Regions from separate parts of the Sus scrofa genome. Here region 1 is linked to region 2. A link is a contact called in public Hi-C data. All regions are on one chromosome and are shown on one strand. Each heading gives the region's core, a stretch centred on a gene start, on an enhancer-like site or on the middle of the called end of the contact. The rest is flanking DNA. Distances are from core to core; before and after follow the strand shown. Region 1 overlaps LOC102166871 (a long non-coding RNA gene). Region 2 holds the start of KATNAL1 (katanin p60 ATPase-containing subunit A-like 1).

What was found. Hi-C and Micro-C count contacts between places; a contact is called where the count stands out from the background.
Region 1: a Hi-C map of omental adipose tissue shows a contact between it and region 2, with 2.2 times the contacts expected there. The contact joins the enhancer-like site here to the promoter of KATNAL1 in region 2. A contact is called at or near these places in 1 of 5 promoter capture datasets (liver), 11 of 47 Hi-C or Micro-C datasets (embryonic fibroblasts, epiblast stem cells, fetal skeletal muscle and 4 more) and 2 of 2 datasets of contacts at active chromatin or transcription factors (alveolar macrophages and skeletal muscle).

What each region holds. Positions count from the first base shown.
Region 1 is chr11:7,143,666-7,147,704 of Sscrofa11.1, reverse strand. It overlaps LOC102166871 (a long non-coding RNA gene), which reads right to left. Exons shown (of 2, transcript XR_306105.3): 2 at 3,134-3,371. Among named protein-coding and RNA genes, the nearest start is that of HMGB1, 54 kb to the left of the region's middle. Within about 2 kb of position 2,549, at least 13 of the 83 cell types and tissues checked have an H3K27ac peak or open chromatin away from gene starts, as enhancers often do. A contact at or near this core is called in omental adipose tissue, where this site is marked.
Region 2 is chr11:7,061,802-7,065,759 of Sscrofa11.1, reverse strand. It overlaps KATNAL1 (katanin p60 ATPase-containing subunit A-like 1), which reads left to right and starts at 1,589. Exons shown (of 13, transcript XM_021065541.1): 1 at 1,589-1,735.

The DNA.
Region 1 (4,039 bases), core at 1,300-3,799, 81 kb before region 2:
TGACTAGGAACCATGAGGTTTGGGTTCGATCCCTGGCCTTGCTCAGTGGGTTAAGGCTCAGCGTTGCCTTGAGCTGTGGTGTAGGTCAAAGACGCAGTTTGAATCCTGTGTTGCTGTGGCTGTGATGTAGGGTGGTAGCTGCAGCTCCCATTCGACCCCTAGACTGGGAACCTCCATATGCTGCAGGTGGAGCCATAAAGAGCAAAAAAGAAAGAAAAAAAAGACACAAATGAACTTATCTATGAAACAGGAACAGACTACAGACATAGAGAACAGACCTGTGGTTGCCAAAGGAGAGGGGGTGGGGAGTTTGGAATTAGGAGATGCAAACTAGTACATATACGATGGATAAACAAGGTCCTACTTTATGGCACAGGGAACTAGATTCAACATCCTGTGATAAACCACATTGGAAAAGAATACGGAAAAGTATATATATATAACTGAATCATTTTTCTATAAATCAGAAATTAACATTGTAAGTCAATAGAATTAAAAATGTATATATAGAAGGCCTAGGATGAGCTGAGCCAGAAATGTCCCAAATCCATGTCTGAAGATGCTAACCCATCCCATAGGCATTGCTGCTCTGCTGCTTTCTTCCAAATTCTGCACCCTCTCCATCTTTCAATGCTAGTATCAGAAGGGCCCCTGAGTAGGTGCTAATGTCCTTGGCAGTGTTAAACTTGGCCATGGTTGCAGGAAGAAAATAGCTCAAGAAGGCTGTAGTAGTCTCTTATGTTGAAGAAGTGATGCTCTTTCTCATCTTGGGATTGGGAGTAGGGTTAGACCAGCTTTGCGGGGTGTTCCATCTGCAGGTTCTCCTGTAGCTACTGCCTCTGTGCCCCAACAATGCCCTCTGCCTGATTTCTGAAGGGCTGTGAGAATGCTATTGTGCTAGTGGCTGCATAGGACGTGGTCATAAGGGGGAGACTTTTCCCATGGGGGCAGCTCTGCATGCAGGTAAAGGAGATGGCCTCTGTCACCTGAAATGCTGCCTGCTGCCTGCTGAAAACTCCCCTCACTGCTCACGGCACTGAAATTTCACCGTCAAACCCATTTCTGACTTTCATTTAAGCTTGCCATCTTCCCTTCCCTTTGATAGGGTATACAGTTCCTTTCCCTTTGATAGGGTATACAGTTGCCTCTCAGTGTCTGTGGAGGATTGGTTCCAGGACCCTGAGAAGGCCATAATCTGCAGATGCCTGAGTCCCCGACATAAAATGGTGCAGTATTTGCATATAACTTACACACATCCTTCTGTATACATTAAATCATCTGTAGATTACTTATAATACCCAATATAATGTCAGCAGTTGTAAATGCTATATAAATAGTTGCTGGTGTGCTGCAAATTCAACTTTTGCTTACTGGAACTTTCTGGAATTTTTTTTGGTGTGTGAATATTTTGAATCTGTGGTTGGTTGTATCTGAGGATGTGGAACCTGTAGGTACAGAGGGCTGACTATACAGTTCTAGGGGAAAGAGTGTTCGCTAAGTTTCCATCCGAATCCAATCAAGACTTCATTAAGAATGTAATAGCTCAGGAGTTGCCGTCGTGGCGCAGTGGTTGACGAATCCGACTAGGAACCATGAGGTTGCGGGTTTGGTCCCTGCCCTTGCTCGGTGGGTTAACGATCCGGCGTTGCCTTGAGCTGTGGTGTAGGTTGTAGACGCGGCTTGGATCCCACGTTGCTGTGGCTCTGGCGTAGGCTGGTGGCTACAGCTCCGATTGGACCCCTAGCCTGGGAACCTCCATATGCCGCGGGAGCGACCCCCAAAAATAGCAAAAAAGACAAAAAAAAAAAAAAAAAAAAGAATGTAATAGCTCAGCCTTTCCCTCTGTTTCCCCCTCCCGTTCCCTGGCCAGTTCGCATTCAGAATGTCAGAAGTTCTGCCAGTTGCAGAACACACCTTTGCTCTCTGATCCACATCAGGTCTGACAAGGTAGGGAGGCCTCTGCCCATCTCCCACGAAGAATACCAGCTGCGCTGACACCTTGTCCTTGGGGAGGCTACCTGAGGCTGTACCTCGCTCCCCCTGGGGCTTGGACAGCCTGGCCTCTCGGGGACTTCCTGCCAGAGCTGCGCAGGTGTCCTGTGAAGGAGGGCTGTGGGGAAGCAGGGAGGCGAGCTGCTGGTGCTTGGCTGGTTCTCCGTGCAGTGCTTTGATCACAGCTCGTGGGGTGACCACGCCCGAGAAGCTCTGCTGTCTTTTCAGTCCCGCCGCCAGCAGCAGTGAGACGTCTACACAAAGGCTCTTGACTGCAGAGGATCAGAAACCTGAGTGAAGACTCCTCAATGCAGACTTAGATGGTGTCTAAGAAACAGGGTCACATCAGCCTATGGGCAAAGCTGTAACTCTTGTTTCCAAAGCATCAGCCCTTAATGGCTAGTGGAGAAGGGCTCCTGGCCGTGGGAGCAGTGGCAGTTCTGCGGAAGGAGGTTTCACAAGCCCTGTCCCCACCGCAGTCTCCTGGCTGGACCAGCCTCCTGGGCTTGGCCTCTTGGAGATAACGCCCCCTTTCTCAAGCCAAACTCCAGGCAGCAGGATCTGTCTCCCTGACTCACTCCTGTCCCTCAGCACCTGGAATAGCACCAGGCAGAGGAGTTACCCCTCAGCGTTTGTGGAATGAACGAATCCACAGCTGAAACACGGCCTGGGCTGTAGAAGAGTTCTCCTCTTGTTCCAAAACAGGTGCTGGTGGGAAAGTGACTGCTGGGGCTCATCTTTGCAGTTGCATTTAGGGGAGGCCTTGGGCTGGAGATAACCAGAGTCATTGTTCCTCCCCACTTTTCCCTGTAATTGAGTCATCACTGAGGACCCGCTACCCTTAGAGACAAGAGGAAGCCAAATGTTGCAGGGCTTCTTCAGAATAGGGGTGTTGGGGGAGGACTGTATGAAAAAGGGCATAGGAAGGCTGGCACCGTCTGGGTGGGGGAGGGGCCCTTTGGAGGCCAGCATGCAAGTGTTTGCCCGCGCACCACCCATCCGTAGCCTAACCTGCACAGGGGGACAGGCTTTTCCCACCTAGAAAGAGACTAATCTTGCTCTTTCCTTTGCAGGATGTGCTGAATCAAAATTTAATTGCTAAGGTTCTAGAAATCTTCAGGAAAAAAACACGAACATGTCATTTAAATTTTAAATTCTCAAATGTCATTTTTAGTTTCCATTTTTTATAAGTGGAGAAGAGCCGATTCCGAAGGCTTCCAGGGAGGGAGAAAGGGAAATAGTCCCGGATCTTTAGTTGAGAACAGGCCTGGGTCTTCTCTTTCCTGCTTTGTGTGCTGCCGGGTCCTCCCACTTCGGCCCAGCAAGAGGGCTCGGAGAAGCTGGGTGTCTGCTTTCCCTAGGCTCATCGTGCATTTTTCCTAGGGGAAAATGGACTCTCACTCTGGAAAGCATAAAACCGTGTTTGTTCAGTGTTCCTTAGACAAGGCTCCCTGCGCCGGGCGGAGCGAACCCAGCGCAGCCGCGCGTTGTGTAACCCGCCTGGGAATCACGTTGCGCTGATGAGCTCCCCAGGCTTTTCATGCAATAATAAGCTTGATCTTTTTATTCAACTACAAGGAACAGCCACAGCCGGCTCCAGGTCACGTGTCCCGGTCACGTGGTGCTGAGACACAGAAACCGCCTGGCAATCATTAACAACTGCTTACTGCCGGGGAGCAAAATGCAGGTTTTAAAGACAAGAACGCTATTTTTATAAACAACCAGGACGGCAGTAGAAGGTATACGGGGCGGGGGGGGCGCGTCTTCCTCTGGCTCAGTGCTTTCCAAGGAAAGGAAAGGAGCCAGCAAACACTCCCTGGTTTTGCTCTGCTTCAAGGACTTGACAAACCGGCCCAGCGCAGCCCCCTTCTCCGGCGGAGCGGCGGCTGCTGCGGCGGGGCCTCGGGCAGCGGGAGGCGCAGGCGGCCTGGGTGCCGGCCGGCGCTTGGGAGGAGGAGGACAGCGTTTTGCAAGGAGCACAGAGCCGGTTTTCTCTTCCCAAGCAGATCCGCGCTTCTGGGGGATGGAGCTGGGGAGGGGCGAGGGG
Region 2 (3,958 bases), core at 340-2,839:
GACAGGGTGACCCCGACTGAAGGCTGGATGACACACACAGCAGCTTGCTATTTTCAATCATAATTTCTCCAGAGACAGTTACTACCAAAAACGACAGGTCAGAAACCCCTCCTTCCTCCTCCTTTCCCTTAAACCTCTAGCGTCCGTTCCCTGCTCTGCATATCCTGAAGACTGAACTGTGGTCGCTATTAGAGTCTACAACTCTAATAATGGTAACTAGTATTTCACTGTTTTTTGGAGGGTAAATTTACCTACGGTGAAATGTACCAATCTTAATTGTAGCATTTCCTGAGTTTTGACAAACGCAGACACCCCTGTACAGCCCAATCCCTAAGCAAGGTACAGGGCTTTTCCATCACCACGGAAAAATTCCCTCTTCAGCCAAACCCCACCCTCAGCTCCGGCCTCCCACCTTCTGGCTCGTCTCACCGATGGGTTAAAGAACTAATATTTAAAAGTTACTGTTAAATGCCAGGCTTTGTTCTGGAAAGCTTCATCAGTATCAGTGCTTTTCTTTCTCACAAGCACTGTGAACTAGATTATTATCTCCACGTTGCAGATTAAAACGCTGAGCATCACTGCCCCCAGGTCTCAGCTACCAAGTGTAGTGGCAGGTAGGGGACTAAGAAGTGGGTTTTAGAAACCCCTGCTCTTAACCTCAGTTCAGACTATGGTGCATCTCCGCGATGGGTCATGGCCAGTCCACAAACGATTAAAGAAATATTATAGCTCAAAATTCAACTGAAGTCTCAGCCCCCCCCCCCCCGAATAATGCGTTGTATTTTACTAAATGGTTCATTTCTATCCTACTCAGAAAATGGCAGAAAGGGGGTGTGAAAAACTGCAAATTCGGTTTTACTGGTGAAACACTCCAAAAGAGGTGGCTTGGGTTCAAACAAGCCATAGGGCCTGGCCAGTGGGGGATGCCCAGAGGAGGATGGGCGGCGGGGGAGGGCCTGGACCAGCGACCTTTAAAGAGCCGGGCGCTGCTCCTTCCTCTGACGCCACAAGCATCCTCTCAGAATAGAGCAGGCATCGACGCGCGGGCGGAGGGGACGGACACGCGCCCTGCCACGGGGATTGGACGCTGCGGCGCAGGGCTCATCGGCGGTAAGAGAGCGCAATTCGTCACCGTCCTCCTCAATGTCACGCTCTCCCTCCGCTCCCAGACGCACCCTCGCGCCTCCCTGCCCCCGCACCCGGGCGGGTTCCCAGGCTCCTCCCTGGAGCTGACTCCAAGCCCCCGATTTCCTCCCCCGCCCCGCCGTGCGGACCACAGCTGCCATGGCAACCGTACGCCGCCGCCGCCACCGCCTCTCCACGCACGTCGCGAACTAACGGACTCCGCGGCGGCTGCGGCCTGTGCCCCACCCCCACCCCACCTGCCCCGCAGCAAAACGGTCGGCCGACCTGCGGCACCTAGGTAATGAATCTGAGGGAGACGGGCGCCAGCAAGCCAGCCCGTGGTGAGGTCCCCGGGTTGAAAGTCCCTCCCCGGCCCCCGCCTCAGCAGACCCGGGGGCAGTGCGCGGCGGGACAGGCAGTGCGTGCCGGCGGGAGGGGGAGCGCCGCGGGGCGCGGAGCACTATGGGGATTGTAGTTCGGCGGCTCCTCAGGCTTGTGGCCTGGTGGGGCGGCCTGGATGGGCGGCCTACAGAGCCCGGCGGCCCCGACGACTGAGAAAGACCGATAAAGTTTGAGCGGAGCCGGAGAGGGACCAGTCTCTCTCTTTGTGGTGAGGGGGCTTGTGGGGGGTCGCGGAACGGCGTTCTGAGCGCTGGGAAGGGGAAGCGGAGGCGAGACCTGGCCTTTTCGCCCTCCTTTCGGCCCGCCCCGACTGCAGCGTTGGCCCCACCCCGGCCGGGCCGCCGCCCCGAGTAGCCTCGGGGAAGAGCGGCCGCCCGGCTGCTGCAGGGCCTCGGGCCTTCGGCACCTCTCATCCTCCCAGGTTGCTGCCTCGCGGTGCAGAACCGTAGGTATGGCACACTTTTGCTGGGAGACCTGGAAAACTGTTTTAACAGGCTTTTCTCCTTTTCCTGATACGTTTATTTCTAGGTATTTGATCAGTTTCACTCTGAAGCAGTTCAGAGGTGTTTGCATTAATTAAACCCTCTGATTAATAATTACTCAAAGGGCAGTAATATTTAAAGGTTAAATGTAGAAGTGGATGAAAGGTACAGTGCTGATAGATAGTAGTGTCTGATATTTTTACCGTGTTGCATTTTGCATTTTATTTATTGAGTCAAGATTACAAAATGAGAACCCCTTCCACCCCCCCCAGCTTAAACACTGCCAGCACACATTTTGATTCCATCTTAAAGGTTACATTAAATTACTAGTGTTTTTCAAAGTGTAGACTTTTTATTTTTTTTCTTTTTAAGCAGTAGTGATAAATATTTTCTTTGACTAGCCCAGTGTTCTCAGGAGAATAAAAAACACCTTTTTCTTTCTTCCTCCCTCCCCCTTCCTTCCTTTTTCTTTTCTTTCCTTTTTTCTAATGCTCTGGAATACACCTTGGCTCCTAAAGTTTGCTCAGGCCGTGATAGTAAGGAAAATTAACTCTGAAACAGATTTAGAAAACCTGCCTTGTCTACCTTTTAAAATTTTTCAATAGGTAGATAAGCATCCTAGAAATTTGGTATTTTTGCAATAGTATGTTGGGAAATAGCTGATGTGGGCTTATTTTATGTGTGTGATTTAGACAAGAAAACATAAGGCCACTATAAAATTCCTTTTCTCTTGATTAAATGAAGCTGGTCTCTATAAACTTAAAGTAGCGATTTTGTATGAGGAGATTAAAAAGTAGGTTTAATAAGGTCACTAGAAAAAAAATCAGCGCTTTGTGTTATACAGTATAGGGGTTTGAAGTATTTTATTTATTCATTTAAAATTTAAGGACCTGTTGTGTGCCAGGTATTGTGCCAGATTGTGGAATAAAGAGATGCTAGAAGATAATCTGTGCCCTGCATGGGCAAACGGCCATGTCACATCATCAGTGTGATAGAGCTCGTGTAAGTTGCTATACCCCCCAGAGTGTGAACACATAGTAATGTCATGGTAATATGTATTGAGTACTTACTCTGTGGGAGGCACTCTGCCACATGTTTTGGATGTAGCCCCTTATTTAATCCTTAATCCTTGCGAAGTAGCTGTTATTTAGAGATGAGGAAACAGCCTTAGAGACCTTGCCCAAAGTCATCAGTGTGAACCTGGGGTTTCAACCCAGGTGAGTCTAATTCATCTAAATCATAATCTCAACCACTGATGCCATTCTCTGTACCCTTTGGTCCTTGCCTCAGGAGATTAGCAGAAGTCTTCAGAATGATGTGACATTTGACCTGTGCTAAGAAAGTTGATTAATCTTGTGCTGGAGAGAGGCTGAGAAAAGTCTCTCTAGGCAAATGGCATCACAGAAGCAAAAGCTGAGATTTGAATGCTTTGTTTCTAGGGAACCCTGGGTCACTCTGATTACTGAACCCCAAAATACTTGCAGTGTAGTAGGGAGAGACCAGACCTCAGAGTACTTATTGCCATGATAAAAGAGTTTAGAATTTTTCTTCAACATGGGGCTATCATTGAAGAGTTTCCAGAGGAGTCGTGACATTATTGGGTTTGTAGCTGAGAAAGATAGCTCTGGCTCTAGTTTGGGGAATGGATCCAGAGGAGGAGAAATTAGAGTGGTTGGTGGGAAAACCAGTTTTAGGAAGAAAAAAAAAAAAGTCCAGTAGGGAGATGAAATGAGTCTAAGGTAAACCATTGGAGTTATAGAAGAGACGGGTTGTAGGAATATTTAAGAGATAAAATTGATAGGACTTAATAAGAGTTTGGATCTTGGGGGCTAGAAAGATTTGGAATCCTAAGATGAATGAATCCTAGTTTCCTGGCCAGGGTGATAGATGGGATAGTGAGCTCATTGATTGAGATGAGCAGGAGCAGGTTTTTATTGGGGTGATAGATA